Linked DNA regions of Gasterosteus aculeatus: all the other regions are linked to region 1. The links are chromatin contacts, called in public Hi-C maps. All regions are on one chromosome and are shown on one strand. The core of a region is the stretch at or near the end of the contact, and the rest is flanking DNA. Distances in the headings are between cores, read along the strand shown. Region 1 holds the start of spry1 (sprouty homolog 1, antagonist of FGF signaling (Drosophila)). Region 2 has its middle 54 kb from the start of spry1. Region 3 overlaps afg2a (AAA ATPase AFG2A).

The links. Hi-C and Micro-C count contacts between places; a contact is called where the count stands out from the background.
Region 2: a Hi-C map of liver shows a contact between it and region 1, with 4 times the contacts expected there. The contact joins the enhancer-like site here to the promoter of spry1 in region 1. A contact is called at or near these places in 5 of 6 Hi-C or Micro-C datasets (liver, skeletal muscle, tail fin and 1 more).
Region 3: a contact with region 1 is called in a Hi-C map of skeletal muscle, with 5 times the contacts expected there. The contact joins the enhancer-like site here to the promoter of spry1 in region 1. A contact is called at or near these places in 3 of 6 Hi-C or Micro-C datasets (skeletal muscle and tail fin).

What each region holds. Positions count from the first base shown.
Region 1 is chr4:3,467,002-3,471,867 of fGasAcu3.hap1.1, forward strand. spry1 (sprouty homolog 1, antagonist of FGF signaling (Drosophila)) reads left to right here and starts at 2,596. Exons shown (of 2, transcript XM_040174903.2): 1 at 2,596-3,304; 2 at 4,531-4,866. The coding sequence starts at 4,586. afg2a (AAA ATPase AFG2A) reads left to right here. Exons shown (of 17, transcript XM_040173649.2): 17 at 720-1,014. The coding sequence ends at 899.
Region 2 is chr4:3,521,019-3,525,884 of fGasAcu3.hap1.1, forward strand. No RefSeq gene overlaps it. Among protein-coding and RNA genes, the nearest start is that of spry1, 54 kb to the left of the region's middle. Within about 2 kb of position 2,898, at least 4 of the 9 cell types and tissues checked have open chromatin away from gene starts, as enhancers often do. A contact at or near this core is called in liver, where this site is marked.
Region 3 is chr4:3,433,597-3,438,462 of fGasAcu3.hap1.1, forward strand. All of the region lies in intron 15 of afg2a (AAA ATPase AFG2A), which reads left to right. Among protein-coding and RNA genes, the nearest start is that of LOC144406281, 16 kb to the left of the region's middle. Within about 2 kb of position 2,520, at least 1 of the 9 cell types and tissues checked has open chromatin away from gene starts, as enhancers often do.

The DNA of each region.
Region 1 (4,866 bases), core at 1,346-3,845:
ATCAGCGCTCATACAAGGAGAATAGCTTCCTGCCGGAGGGTCAGAACAAAAGCCGTGGAGGAGAAGTGGTGCGCCGCTCCGCTGCCGCCTGCAGAATCTCCCAGAGGTCACTGCTCCGGGGTCGGCCGCTGCAGAGCGCCGAATTCACTCTTTTGAGTACAGAAAGATTAGAAACGTTGATTAAACAGACAACTTTTAAGTAATTTAATCCTATTATGTAACTCTTTACCTGCAGTATATCTCGTTATATTGAAAAGAAATGTTTTTTTTTTTAACAGCAGTCTGGTTGATTAATCTTCATATTTTTATAAGGCTCCCTTTGTTTGTTTGTAAGGTCACTCGTGTTCCAACAACATGTGCTTCTTTGGCCACAAAGTACATCTGACGCAGTCAGTAGGTGAATGTTTGTCCCTGGGGCCTATCACTACATTTCCAAAGGCTCTTTTCCAAAAGGGATAAGAGCCCAGTTTAGTGTCTTGTGGGGGAAAGCGGTTAGAATTGCGCTCAGCTTAGCGGTCCGGAGTCTTTATTTGCGAATGAGGGGAACTGAAATGTGCATGTTTTGTGATTAGTTGTTGCGATTTTACTCCTCGACCCGTGTAGTTGTTTGACGTTCTGTGACGCCCTTCGGCCTCTTTCACCGTGATCCAGCGGTGCTTGGTGGACGGAGCGCTTCGGGCCCGACAGCTGAGCGCCTGTGTGTCTGTTTCCCGTCCCAGATAGCGGCAGTATGCAGAGAGGCCGCCCTCCTCGCCCTGCAAGAGGACATCAAAGCTCAGCACGTCGAGGCCGGACACTTTGAAAGCGCCCTGAGGACGGTGGAGCCCCGGATCCCCGACTCTCTCATCCAGTCGTATATCAGCTATCAGCAGCGGCGGAGCGGCCTGAGCTTCTTCTGACTCGAGGGGCGGCTTTCTTGTGTGAAATAAAGAATTCTGTGTGTTGAACATTACTTCTTTTTTTGTAATTGTAGATGGAACAACATGTATGTAATAAATGCATTGTGTATATTCAGTTGTTTGCCTTGTTTTTAACAGTGAAATAGCGCCACGGCATAAAGATAAGTCACAAATGAGCTGATCAGCACAATAAATATAATGTTGTGTTGGTGCCACTTTGGGATATTTGTTAGTTTTTAATTTTTTTTTCTCAAGGAGACGAATGAGTAATTGCAACCATTCCATTATTGCTTAAATAATCCCCATCACAAAATAATTGTTATTATATGTATACGGCATTAAACAGTGGACTTTATCTGGAAAACCGCTGCACCTCCTTCAATAATCTCGAATGCGCTCCGAAACCAGTTCGGGGAACTGCTGCTCCACAGGAAACAACCCATCCGCGGCCGGTGCGTCCATCACCTCCATCCGTGGAAAATCACATAATTGCTGCAATCGTGAGATTTCCGTCCGCACTTCCGACCACTAAGAGCGGGGATCCGGGCGGCCATCTGTCGGTCTACCGGCTCTGCTTCATCCCCAACGAGCTGCGTTCTAAAAGGGCACAGAGCCGCTCACCGCACCTCGGTGCCCCTTTTTCCTTTTCTTTCTTTAAAGCATGTGCTGACCCGAGGAGACACTGGAGGTCATTCATCCATTGATTTTTCCATTTGAAAGGGATAAATTGACTTTGTATTGAACTTCCTTTTCTCATGGATCCGGATGTGGCGCATCCGCGACACCAATCAAACCAGACAGTCAGGAACAGAGGAGGGGGAGGTGGGGAGGGGGAGAGGAGAGGGGGGAGTCTTTCCCCTGCAGGGCTGCTTTTTTTCTTAAGGTGGACCCGGGCTAAACCCTCAAACCACCGGGCGTCTCTTCAAGTGATGAGGAAACATCCTTATCTCAGTTATCGTGGAACATTTGATTGCAAACTTCAATGCATAACATCCAAAGACATCCGGGTGATAACACCCCCCCCTCTCCACACACACACACACACACACACACACACACACACACACACACACACACACACACACACACACACACACACACACACTCACTGAATGGTCTTGACGGCAGACAGTGTGGTTCCAGCACCAGCGGGGGTCTTTTAATTGAGTCAGCTTTGCGGGGCTTCACGTGTTGGTAACTTAAAGTTGAGATGCCTTCAGGGCCCTGGATACAAACCATGTTAATAAAATATCCACAGCAACGTTTTGGAAATGCGCTGCGTTTTAGTTCAAGCCAGCCTTAAATTACAATTAGGCTCTTTGGTTTATTTCATGGTTTGTATTCATTATATTTCTATTGAGTTGTGTTGAACATACGACAATACGCATCACAATACCTCTGTTTCTCTATGTTGGTGTAATGCTTGTATTTATATCTGTTAAATGCTTATAATTACATACAACTGAGCAGACAAACGCTTCAAACTAATGTAAAATGTACAAAAACTGGGTTTTTAATGTTGTTTGTCTTGACGTAAATAAATGCCCCCCCCCCCCCCCGTCACATGCACCTCGTTCACATGGTTATTCATAACCCACAAGTCGGCAAAGCAGCCGAGGCGACCGAAGGGGGGGGCAAAAAGAAAGGAGGAGAAGCCGTTCCACCTTAAAGCGCGCGCACGTCTCCGTCCACATCTGCCCAATGAATCAGGAGCGGATGCGATGTATCCTTTTTCAGTGGACGCGGTGGCCAATGGGAGTCGGCCCTGCGGAGCCAACACCGAGCCGTGCGTCCCCATTCATTCAGAGCTGAACGGGCCCGCGGAGCCGAAGTGAGCGCAACGACGCTGCTGCTGCTGCTGCTGGGTTTTTCCCCCCCCCCTGTGTTGTTGCGCCAGCGCAGTTTCCCCGCGACAAACACGCGAGGTCCACCGCGGCTCCTCGAAGCCGGACGACGTCTTGGAATCTACACGCGCGCGCCTGACTTCTCCGACAACGTTTTTTTTTCAAATTTTATTTGAATTAATATTAGTATTATTTGTTGTCTGTTCCTGCGGGACTCCTCTATAAGTAGGTCGCCTACAAAACGGCCTCTCCCCCCCCCCTCCCCGCAAGTGCGCAGTCCGGGTTCCTTCCTCCCAGAGCTCCATCGTGGATTTACTTGGTTTTATTCTGGGACGAATTGCACGCGCAACCCGCGCTGAACTAAGACCACGAGAAGAGAACCACACTAGTAGTGATAAGGGAATACCGCGAAGGGATACGCTCCTACTTGGATTAACCGGCGGTGAACGTTATGCACCAGACTTCGTAGTCTCCGTCTGGACGTTGTCCCTTTTCCGTGGTGGATGGAGTTTTTGCAGCTGCTTGGTTGATGGATTCGACGTTATGGATGGTTGCACATAGGTACGTGTCTCCCGCACTGTTTCAGCCCTGTTTTAACGTGTAATGTGACGTCTTATTAAGCGCTAACAGCGCACGCAGCGCCGCAGTTTGCGCCGCTGTAGCGATTAACTTCTTTTTTTTTTTTGTTTTCACACCGCTGCAACGATCCAACCACTTTGCGTGACGTGTTGGTGTGTTTGACACGGACATTTCTGTTACACCCCCCCACCCGCCCCCACCGCGCCGACCCCCCGCTGTGGGTTTAAATGACTCTCCGCGGACGCGTCCTCGCGCCGTAACGAACACCCTTCCCCCCACGGCGCTTGTTTTCATTCATAAGTTGTCCCCGTCCGCGCGGACGCGTCCTCCAATGTCTCCTTATCTCCGGCTGCGCGCGTCTTCATAGGATCCCGTGAACGCGCCCTGTGCGGATAGCAAGGTGGTTCGTGCGCACTTCTCTCGCTATTCACAATTAATAGTTGTTGTTTTTGTTGTTGGGCAAAATAGATTATTTATTTTTTTCTCACTTTTCTCTGGGAGGTTTGACGCGTGTCTACGAAGGCTCAGACCCCACATTATTAATCGTGTTTACGGGGTGAAGATAAAAAAAATACCTCAAATGCGCTCCAAGAAGTCGCGGCGTGCTCCGATCGTTCATCAGGCAAAGTCCGTATTCTGTCGGAACTTGATCTGACCTTAGTTTCCTTCTCTATTTTTTGCGCTACTTTTGTCCCCTTCTTGGCGCAGTAATAGAATACTAAGTGCGGCAGCTCATTTAGTTCCCTTGGATCGCGTTCTCATCTCGTCGCCGCGGTGCATTTAAATGTTAACTAGTCATACACATGTAAATGAGGAGGGGACGTGTTTGTAGGTCCCACTGAAGTTTAGATGTGTGCATATTGGGGAGGAAGCTACGAAAAAGTACTTGTTTAATAGTCAACTTTCTTTCTCTGCCGGGTTGCCTCATTTAACGGGATCAAAAGTGTCATTTTGTCATCTTGACAGGACAACAACCATTCCGGGTCAACGTGCCCTCAAACAGCTCTGGTATTGCTCATTTGACTTCAAACTGCGTTGCGTTTTCTACTCCTGCGGAATCGTCCCGGTGTTGTTTAGAAGCAGCCTTGATGCTAACACTTTGAATTTGAATGTTCACCCCTCTTCCATCAGCATGTTGGCTCCGTCTGACCATGTCCCCTCCCTCCCTCCCTGCCTCTCCTTTGTCTCCCCCCCCCCCTCTCTGGCAGGTTTTCCGATGCATGCCAAGTCCACGGTGAATGTCGGAAGTGGTGATCCCCCCAGATGGAGCTCCAAAGTCAACATGGCCCCGGCGGTTCATTAGTGGTGATCCAGCAGCCTTCCCTAGAGAGCCGACAGAGGTCGGATTACGAGCGGGAGCTCCAGCATGCCGCCATTCTCTCCCTGGACCAAATCAAGGCCATCCGCTCCAACAACGAGTACACCGAGGGGCCCTCGGTGGCGCGGAGGCCCCCTGCGCCCCGCGTGGCCCCCAGGCCCCAGGACAAGCAGGAGAGGACTCACGAGGTCATCCTCGTCAATGTGAACAACAACTATGAGCGCCG
Region 2 (4,866 bases), core at 1,648-4,147, 54 kb after region 1:
AGCTCGTCCAGAGCAAAGTTCAGATTAAATAAGTGGAATCTTCCAAAAGGGTTTAGCCTAATAAGTGATAACTCGTATCACTCGTCGCTTCACAACCACTATCTAGATTCCCTTGAGCAAGGCACCCCTCCAAAAAGTGCAGTGGTGAAGCTTCTAGGTGTAGAAGGTTGCTTATCAGTATAAATTCTGTTTCTTTCCGTACCATTGACGATGATTCTCAATACGATGCAATCGTTGCAAACACCACATACGCACATGTGTGTATTTATTAGACTCGGCACGCACAATATCATCCTGCGTTGCTACGGTTATTCTGGAATGCTTTAAAGAGTAAAATCAGATGTCCGCTGCTAATTAGGCTCTCTCAACCATCAAGTCAGTTAATGGATCTGACAGCAGACAAGAAGCAAACATTTTCCATTTGGAAAAGAAAAGCAAAGTGCGTTCGATTTAAAATGAAAGCTGAACCAACAATATTTCCTTCTTCCACATCCGCGTGTAAACACTTCTTTCTTCCCTGTGCTGTTTGCAACTTGCAGGATGGTGGACCGAAGGACGCCCCCCCCCCCCCCCCCCCGTTTTGGAAACACGCTTGACGCGGTTGCCATGGCGGCTGCGGTTAGTCGCGTATGTTAGTTTGCACAGAAACATTTCCCACGGGCGTCCTTACATTCAGGTGTTCCTCGGCGGCCTCCAAACAATTCAATGAGATGAATTACATTCGCCTCCACGTTCTCCATTGTTTGAGCCATTTGTCACTTTAACACCTTTTGCTCTCCAAATTCTTGCGATAAAGACACTCCGCTTGTTTTTCTGTACACTTTTTTTCCCCTGTGTCTTGATTGTCCTGTTGTCAAAAGGAAGAAAACACCAGCTAAATATGATATCACAGATATTAGATATAGCTGGTGTTATGGAAGGTACCACCTCTTGTGTCACTGTCACGCTATGGAAGTTTTTCATGTTCAGGCAACTAAACAACTTCACAACTTTTCAGGAAAATCATCATGGCTTGAAATAAAAGAATAATATAATTTCTTTAATAAGAAACAACATCACAGGAAAACAGGTTGTACGCTTTTGTTGAACCCTGCACCACCAACAACTTTCTTACTTCCTCAAACATGATCACGTTGATAAGAATCTAAATAGTTAACGGTTAATCAGTTTTTCGGAGCATTTGCCTCCAAATGATTGACGAGAGCAGAGCGATGGGAGTCGGCAGCTCGTGTAAGTCGAAGCGTTCAGCCTCTTCTGTCCTCTAATTCTTTTAGTGTTTTGTTCGTGCGCTTCAGGCTGTATTCAACTCCGCATTTCCATGGCGATGCGAGCGGATGAATCTGACGGGACACGTTTGGAGAGAATCTCTCTGTTGTTGTTGTCATGGAGAGGAGGCCGCATGCAGAATGAGTTTGTCTCCGCACGGGAGGAAATGCGTCTGACAACTGCAGAGCCCCGAGGACGAAACCGAACACCGAGCGGCTCGGCGGAGGCGATCCGCGATGGGCTTCTTTATTTTGGGGTAATAATGGGATGAGTGGCATGACGCGACTTGCAGAGGTTGAGAGCCTGGAGAGAGAATAAGAGAGAGAGAGGAGGAGGGGGAGGGGGGGGGCAGATAACTGCAGGCCTTAATTTTGGATCAAACTTCACAGGTCGGTGAAGGAAGGAGCAGATTGTGCAATGTTACACTTTGTTATTCTGTTGTGAGAAGTTCTGCACATGTCCACACGTTGTTATTACGGTTAACACTTATATAAATGCCTTTGAGTTGAGTTTTGAGAAGATTGTTGATGCCGGGCTCTTTTGCAATGTAGGAGCAACCGAGGACACTTTCGAGGAACTCGAGGTTCTTGTTTTTGGTTGGTTTCCCAACCGGGGTGGAGTCCGCAGTTCAGTACTTCACCTCAAACGCCTGAGTGAAAGGCCCAAGTCGTCACTGGTAACAAAAGGAATCGATTGTTGGTTTTTTTGTGATCTTATTGACGTAGATTTTAAAAAAAAACTTGAAGGCTCAACTGGCTGAAGAAGCAAAAGCCTCATATTTGCTAGAGGTCAATAACTACACCCATGACCACAGCCATGTGTAATTATTTGTTTTAGTAGTGTTGTTGAATCAAATATAAACTATTATTAATCAGCATCCACCCAGAAAATACGGCCCATCCTTCACAGATCTCCATAAGACGAATGCTCTGTCAATCCCTGCTTAGCAAGCTGCTCTTGACCTTATAAGTGCAGGAATTCAGGAAACGTATCGGAGTCTGTTGGTGGTTTTTGTTGCAGCCTCTCGACGACTTTAATGCTCGATTTAACTCTTACATCATTAGCTGGAGCCAGACAAAGTTTAAAAGTTGAAATGGAAATTGGTCAATCTCTCGACATGCGGCGTATTTCATCAACGTGACAGGCTGATGAGATGCCAGCGGGCACGAGCCCGGCTGACGAGCAGCACTCGTTTGCATTCCCGGCTGCAGCAATCAACGGCGGCCGAGGCCCGAAAACGCGGCGTGGCGGCGGCGGCGGAGAGGCCCGTCGCTGCGGAGGGGCCCCCCCCCCCCGGTGTGGCATGCGAAGCGCCCTCAACACCTCGCTAAGTATAACCTCTAGCTAAGGAATAAATAACATGGCTGTCTTTCCTCGTGGCAGGGCCAAACATGCTGGTTTTGGACGCGGTTCAAAAAGCTTTGATTTTGAAAACTCGGGGAGGTGAAACAAAATTACATTTACAGCCTTCGACAGCCGGCAGCTTTTCTTTTTTTTTTTTTTTGTTCATGTTCTCGCTCCCCCACAACAGTGAAAGCTTCTCGTCGGGGAACCGTCATCTTGATCCTCAAAGCACTCCGAGTGTCAGGGCCCGTCAAACTGGCTGCCGTCGATGACGCGTGTCACCCCGCAGCCATGTAACAGGTTTAGCAGCAGAGAGGAAGCGGAGGCCCGAAGAGGGATGCCTGCGTCCCCAGCAACATCAGTTCAACTCACGTTGAGGATTTTCCAAATCCCCAGGTCTGTTTCGCGGCACCTCGTGCATCTTCCACGTGCGGCTCCACGTGACTTCTCGTGAGTTGGCAGCCGACCGCAGCACGAACTAGGTCGTTCGTGTCAGTAACTGACAATATGACAGCGAGCTAAAAAAAACATATTTCACCACCAGCCGAAGCCGGTGGAGAGTTGATGTCTTCCGTGTGCACCCGTCTGTCCACAGGCTGATGTGGCTTACAACTGGACCATTCAGACAAACATTCAGCCCTTGACTCCTTTTTAACTGCCAATCGGGGGGGTGGAGGTCGTCAATCCCTAAAGTGGCAAGAGGCACTTTTGTTGTCTTTCAGAAACTGTGGTTTGGTCTCAATTTGAAGCAGATTACCTCCGTGACTGATATGTTGTGATACCCTAATGTTCAGTTCCCATGTTGGATATATTCGCCGTGGTCTCGTCTGTAAGGGGGCGTGATTAAACCTTAAGGAAACCCCCACCTGGCAAAGATCTGCACTCAAACCAGTGCACTTTTCTAGCCTTTTCTGTTATTTTTTTTATAGTAACAGTTAGACAACAGTGCCATCACAAGGCCAAAACGCTTTGCATCCAGCAAACTGTGAATAAACAATGAGCACTAAGAGAAAGACAGATCGTCACAGCTGTTCTAAAGCAACTCTACTCGAATCAAACTGCAAAGAAGCATCTTGGGCATAAATCCGTTTGAGTAAAAGCGGCAGATCAAATGTTCCGTTGCAGAACAAAAGTGTGATCATCCTCCAACACCCGTACGGTTGTCTTATGATGAAGAGTGAAAAGAGAAGGTCAACAGCTCCGGTAACTAGCTGCTGTTGACAGTTCAGCTTTCACCGGCCTGTCGTCAGTGTCCAAATGCTCAATACTGTCACCCTGCTGATGACCTTACTGACACCGAGTTACTCACAGTACACAAACGCACGCCTAAAGACACAAACTCACCAGCAGAGGTTACACACAAGTTGCCAATCACTATTGCTAGGAAGCTGCTGCCACATTCGCTGTGTCCAAACTTGGATCATGCGCTTGTTTGAGCAAAGAGCATCAACACATCTGGTAAGTTAAGAATGCTTAAAGGACAAGGGAACACTTTGGGTTTCTGCTGTCTGGCTCACGGGTTCCCTTAAAGTGTTTCTTGGCTCCAAACTCCACATTAGCTTCTGCGCGTGAGCCACCCGCACGCCATTATGAAACGGGCATGCTATGAAGACTGAGACAGGGATGAGGTCGGGTGGACGATTGTGTTAATGTCCTTAACCAATGTGTAACATCACGCAACAAGTTCTTTTATCCAACAGACATGCTCGTATCAACCCAAAACCCTGGTGCTTTTTCTCAAAACTCATCGAGCACGCTTAGAAATGAAGTTCACCTGCGTTGGAGGTTTGTCTTGAAAAGCGATATATAGGTCGACTCTTGGATGTGTTTTGGTCTTTATATATGAAAACCTGATGAATGAAGCTGCTTTCCCCGCGTGGACACAACCTGCTACATCAAACCAAATTGAAAGAATCCTCCAGTTTGAGCTCTGAATCCACTGCAAACACCGTTTGCCGGACCCCCCCCCCGTCGGCGACGTGCTGTATTATTCCCTACCTTCGCTTTCAGGCTCCATCTGGTAACTTCTCATTTGTCTCCGGCGGTGGTGACACAATGAAAACGGCAACACGCGGCGCCGGGCCGCCGCACGCAGCGAGGAGGCGCCCGGCCGCTTTATTGGCAAAGGTGCTCCAGTGAATTAAGCAGCCGCCTTTGTTCCTAAACCAATATTGCGAGACTATAAAGGGGTCGGGGGACGACAGGCGCACACAAAAGGCCCGCTGTGGAGGTGGACGGGCCGGCAGGCGGCTCTCC
Region 3 (4,866 bases), core at 1,270-3,769, 33 kb before region 1:
TGGGAAAGAAATGACAGGAAATCGTTGTATGTAGCCTGTAAAGTTCAAACTCAAAAGCTGGAGGGAAGGCGGTTGTTCACCGAGGTGAAATTGTTCATTAGACTTAAACATCCTTGTATTTTCCTAAAAGATAGGGCTCTTAAACAAGGATGTTTACCACAGAACTCATATTTCCAGTATGTCAGGCACCACTTTTGTATATTTAAGGTCATGCAAACACAAGCCTTTCTCGGCGCCCCTTGTTTGTTTGCGAGGCGCGATACAACAATGGCTGTTTGTGGATCGCCAAAGGCAGGAAGTGTACAGTATCCTTTCTGGAAAATACACACAGCCCCGTTCACTTCATTAGTCCTCCCGAGCGCGGCGGTGTGGGAGGCGTTTAACGCCATCACAGTCAATAAGGGAAGTGAACTAGCTCACGGGCTAGCATGCTATCCATCACCCTGGGAGCCAACGGAGGCGCCCGTGCGGGCGGCGGAGAGAGACGGCAGTCGCGTCTCATTCGCTGAGTCTCCCGCAATCCCCCCCCCCCCCCGGCTTATTCCCCATCTGGCCAGCGGTTCCGTGCTAAAGCCTGGAGATGCGTAGGGCCTAATTCCTACACGCCAAAGCATTACCGTCTGTCCAGCGCCCACGGAGACGAGATGGTCGCCAGGTGTCTTCCTGTCTTCAAAGTGTCGGCATCGTTAATCATGCCCCCCCCCCCCCCCCCCCCCCCCCCCCCCCCCCAACCCTCCTGCGTCGCCTCACATGTGTTTTATTTTACACACACACACACTTGCTCTCTGCATCCCTCTTTATTTTTGGACAGTCTGTCACCCAGCTGCATTTCCTGTGGGGTTTCTATACAGTTTGGGCCTCGATTGGAACCACATTGGCGAAACTGCGTGCCATCTTAATGAAGTCACTGTGATCCAAATGGGTGGGTGGTACGGAGGGGGTGGTGGGGGTAATTGGAGAAGCGGAGCCTGCCTGCAAAGGGCCAAGGGATACTAGCCCTCCCAGCCTGCCCTTTAGCCCCCAGCAGACTGCTCTTTCTCTCTAATGTGGCCACTTTTTTTTCTTATTTCCCCCCCTCCTCTTCGCTTCATCCACTCCTTCAAAGGCAAATCTATCTTTCATCTATCTTTGCTAATGGTATTAACGCAGCTCAGGCTTGTGAACACAGCCTCCACAGCTGCGAGGCCCTAAAAAGCTTCAGAGAAGAAGTGCCAGCAGAACTTACCCCTCCCTGTCCTGGGAGGGGTATTCATTCAAGTCCATGCCATTTCTTTTTGCAGTTTACAAGCCCAGCGATATTACAACGCACAGCAGGTTATCTTCTAACAAACAGGAAGTGTTTGTGGATCATGTCTATTCTTTTTTGTTTTTTGCACATTGGATCTCATTTGGCACGTTGTCCGCCAAGGCCGCGTCCCATTCGCGGCGCGGAGGGCGCACTATCGACGCCCTCGCTGACGCAAAACCAGGCAGGAATAAAAAGAGCTCTTTCCTCTGGAAATGCACCAGGGGGACTATTTCTGTAGTTTTAAATAGTCAAAGAGGGGTCCCAGCCAGAGAAAGGAAGAAGGGGGGGGGGGGTGAGCAGCAGACTGTTTCACGTGCCAGATTCTTTAATGCGTTCCTCCGGGCTGGGAGCTGGCTGAACTCTGGGCCGCTGTGGGAGAGGAAGTCCCAAGCCTGGGGAGTTTCAGACATCCTGTTTTGTAGGGCCATCGGCCAGGACCGGGCCTGTTGCACGCCACCTGCGGACCGCGGCATCACATCTGCCATTGGACCGGGGACGGCGGCCCCAACGCTCACGCACCTCCGGCATTTTTCGATCCAAATGGCCTGTCTTTGTCCCGCTGCGTCCCGCCCGCCTTCCAGACGCCCAACCACAACTTTTCAGATACAGTAATCTCACTCAGCTCATCTAAAAACTACCGCCAATACTTGGGCTCTATCTGCCTCACATTTCTCCAATCTTGGACTGGTTCTCAATTTCTCTTGAAGAGCATGATATCATTTTGAAGGAATGTGTCTTTGAAATTTAGGAATTAGTCCATAAACGGGGCGTGAAGCAGAAGAGCTGAAATATCGGCCATAAAATGTTACCTACTGTGAAATTTAGTGCGTGTGACTCCTTGAGTGAGAACGACATACTTTCAGAAGTCCAAGGTCAAAACCACGCTTTTTTTTTTACCAGTAACTGGCCAGTGAATCGGATTTTGATGTATCCGTCGTGCATGCCGACATTTAGTTTAAATACGTTTTGCAAAATATGCGTAAAAAGGACCAAACGTTCCAGCAATGACCTGCCATTTCTTTGTGTTCTTCTTGGCATTTAGACAGCACGGCACGCCCCAGAGAAAGTCCCTATCCTTGTTCAACGTGACCAAAATACACCTCCTTCGGAGTGTAGTCAGCGTCTGGCCGCCCCCCCCTGTGCTCGGAGGGCAGGAAGTTTAGTGGGGATGGCGCTCCCCTGGCCGCTGCTATTTAGGACAACAGGAAAGCGTTTGTGTCTGTCTCGACCAGCCCCTCCTCCTCCTTCCTTGATTGGCCCGGCCTGTTCCTTCACAGTCATTCCCGCTGGAGCCAGCTGCATTCCACTCCGTCAATGTCCAAATGGCCACCATGTGACCTTTGTTCAGCGGGCTTTTTTTTTTTTTTCCTCCCTCAACGCTCTTTATCTTTTCGGAACGGTGTGATCCTCGTATCCAGCGAGCGAGCGAGCGGGCGCATGGCGGCGTATTCCTCGTTGTGATTGGTACCGGTAGCCCGCGTGGGGGGCGTGCGGAGGTGTCATGGGACTGTGGAATCTTCATCTGGCATCCTTTAACAGTCCTAAATGCTGTGGGGGGGGGGGGGCTCAACTTCTAACCCCAGGAAAACACCAATAGACCCCGCAGGCCGGCTTCAAAGGGCCAGCACATCAAACGCAGCAGAGCGCATCGACGGTCAGCCGGACGAGCGGGAACCCTCCCATTTGTCAGGCCAATGACTTATGTGCATTTGCTCCCCGTTAAAGCGGGCGTTTTGTATGGGGGGGTGGGTGGGGGGGGGGGGCTGCTGCGTCGCCAGGCACACGTCGCAGGGCCCAATAGTGAGCTGCTGGTCTGCTGCGCCAGGTAGTGCTCATGTGGAATATGAAATGTCAGTGTGCCCCCCCCCCCCCCCCCTCCGCCCCGAGCGAAATATAAAGAAAACAGCTGTCCATCTGTTTAATTCTCAATCTTTTGCCGCTGTTTAATCTCTTTGCAACCTTACCCCCCCCCTCCACCCCCCCGTAACCCTGACGCTAGCTTGTCTGAGTGGCCTTTTGCCATACATTCCTCCCTTCCCTGTTTGGCCTCTGCCTCAGGAAGTGGCCCAATTAGTGGATAAACACCATGGAGGGGATGGGAGGGAGGGGTCGGACAACTACCCCTCTCGCCCCCAAGCGTCTATGCCACCACTCTGTCGGCAGGAAAGATGGAGAGGAGCAGGGGATCCGTGATGGGGGGGACCGAATGCGCTTGTCTATCTCTATCGCTTTTCTATCTCAGAATGACCTCCTTTTGGTTTGAGAGCTTAGGAATATTACACAGAATAAAGATATACCATAAACGCATATATCCAATATATACCATAGAGCAGTTTGATGGATTCATAGCTGTAGTTTTCGGTTTATCAAACCACAAACTTATGTAATCGTCAGACTCAGACTGCCTGTGTACCTTTTTAAAATATACGAAGACAGTCATTTAAGAAAAGAAAAAGCATCATGTTACATTTGAATGCTGTGCTACCAAAAGATGATCTGCTGGAAAAGAGCTTCGAAGAAATAACTTTTTTTTTTTTTTTTTTCTCCGTCCCAGTGAATTTCCAAATTGTAATTTGCCGTTCCGTTTTCATGATGCAATTATTGGTTGGTTTGCCTGGAGTGCCGTGGTGAACGTATTTGCGGTCCACAGATTGAATAATGCAGACTGTCGACATCGTAGCCTCGGGACAGGAAATCGTGATCCGCAAATAACTCTCTTAATTAGGTACGTTTATGATCAACTCAAACCACATTTTTTTATAGCTGTTTTCCTGTCAGCTTTTTGATGTAGTGGTTTCCTTTTAACAAGAGGTTTTCTGATTTTCCCCCTCTATCAAATACGGTCACCATGGACCAAAACAAAGAAATCCCAGTTGTGGTTGTTTGCTCCTCTGCAAATGTACATTCATACAATCACACGTGCACATCTCCTCCCCTCGGACGGCGGTGGAATGCTTTTTGGAATTTAGTGTGTGATTTACAGGTGACACTGACTGGCTAAACTCAGGAAGCACTTAGTTTGACATATGACACTTCTGTGACCCCCGAGGTAAGAACCATGTAGTCTGCGGAGGATGTTTGTAAAGAATCGACGTTTTGAATAAGGTCAAGATGGCATTTACAGCTGTTTTTGTTATAGACCATTTAATGCCCCCAGTTGCAGACAGCAACCGTTAGACAGAATATGTTTTAATATTTTAAAACAAGGATGTTCAGGGCGGATTTATAGACTTTAATAACTTGATGAGGCAAGTTGTAGCAGTACACATGAAGTAAGACCGTCACCGTGGGTGTGGACGGATCCTCAGCAGGGCCCTCTGGGGGGGCTTAAAGATTTAAGCTGAGGCTCATGGTCTGTACATTTGATACTTCCTCTTTGAAATGAGCTCCAGAATCACACAATTTATGTATATATATATATATATATATCAAATGCCAGTATATATATGTGTGTATTTTGTAGTCCAAATTGAATTAAAGCAGTACTTTGCCTGTCAGTCCCCAAATCAGTGACTTGATTGATTCTGCCCCCCCCTTTACCATATGACCGTTATTCAAACCGGCGATTCCTTCCCGCC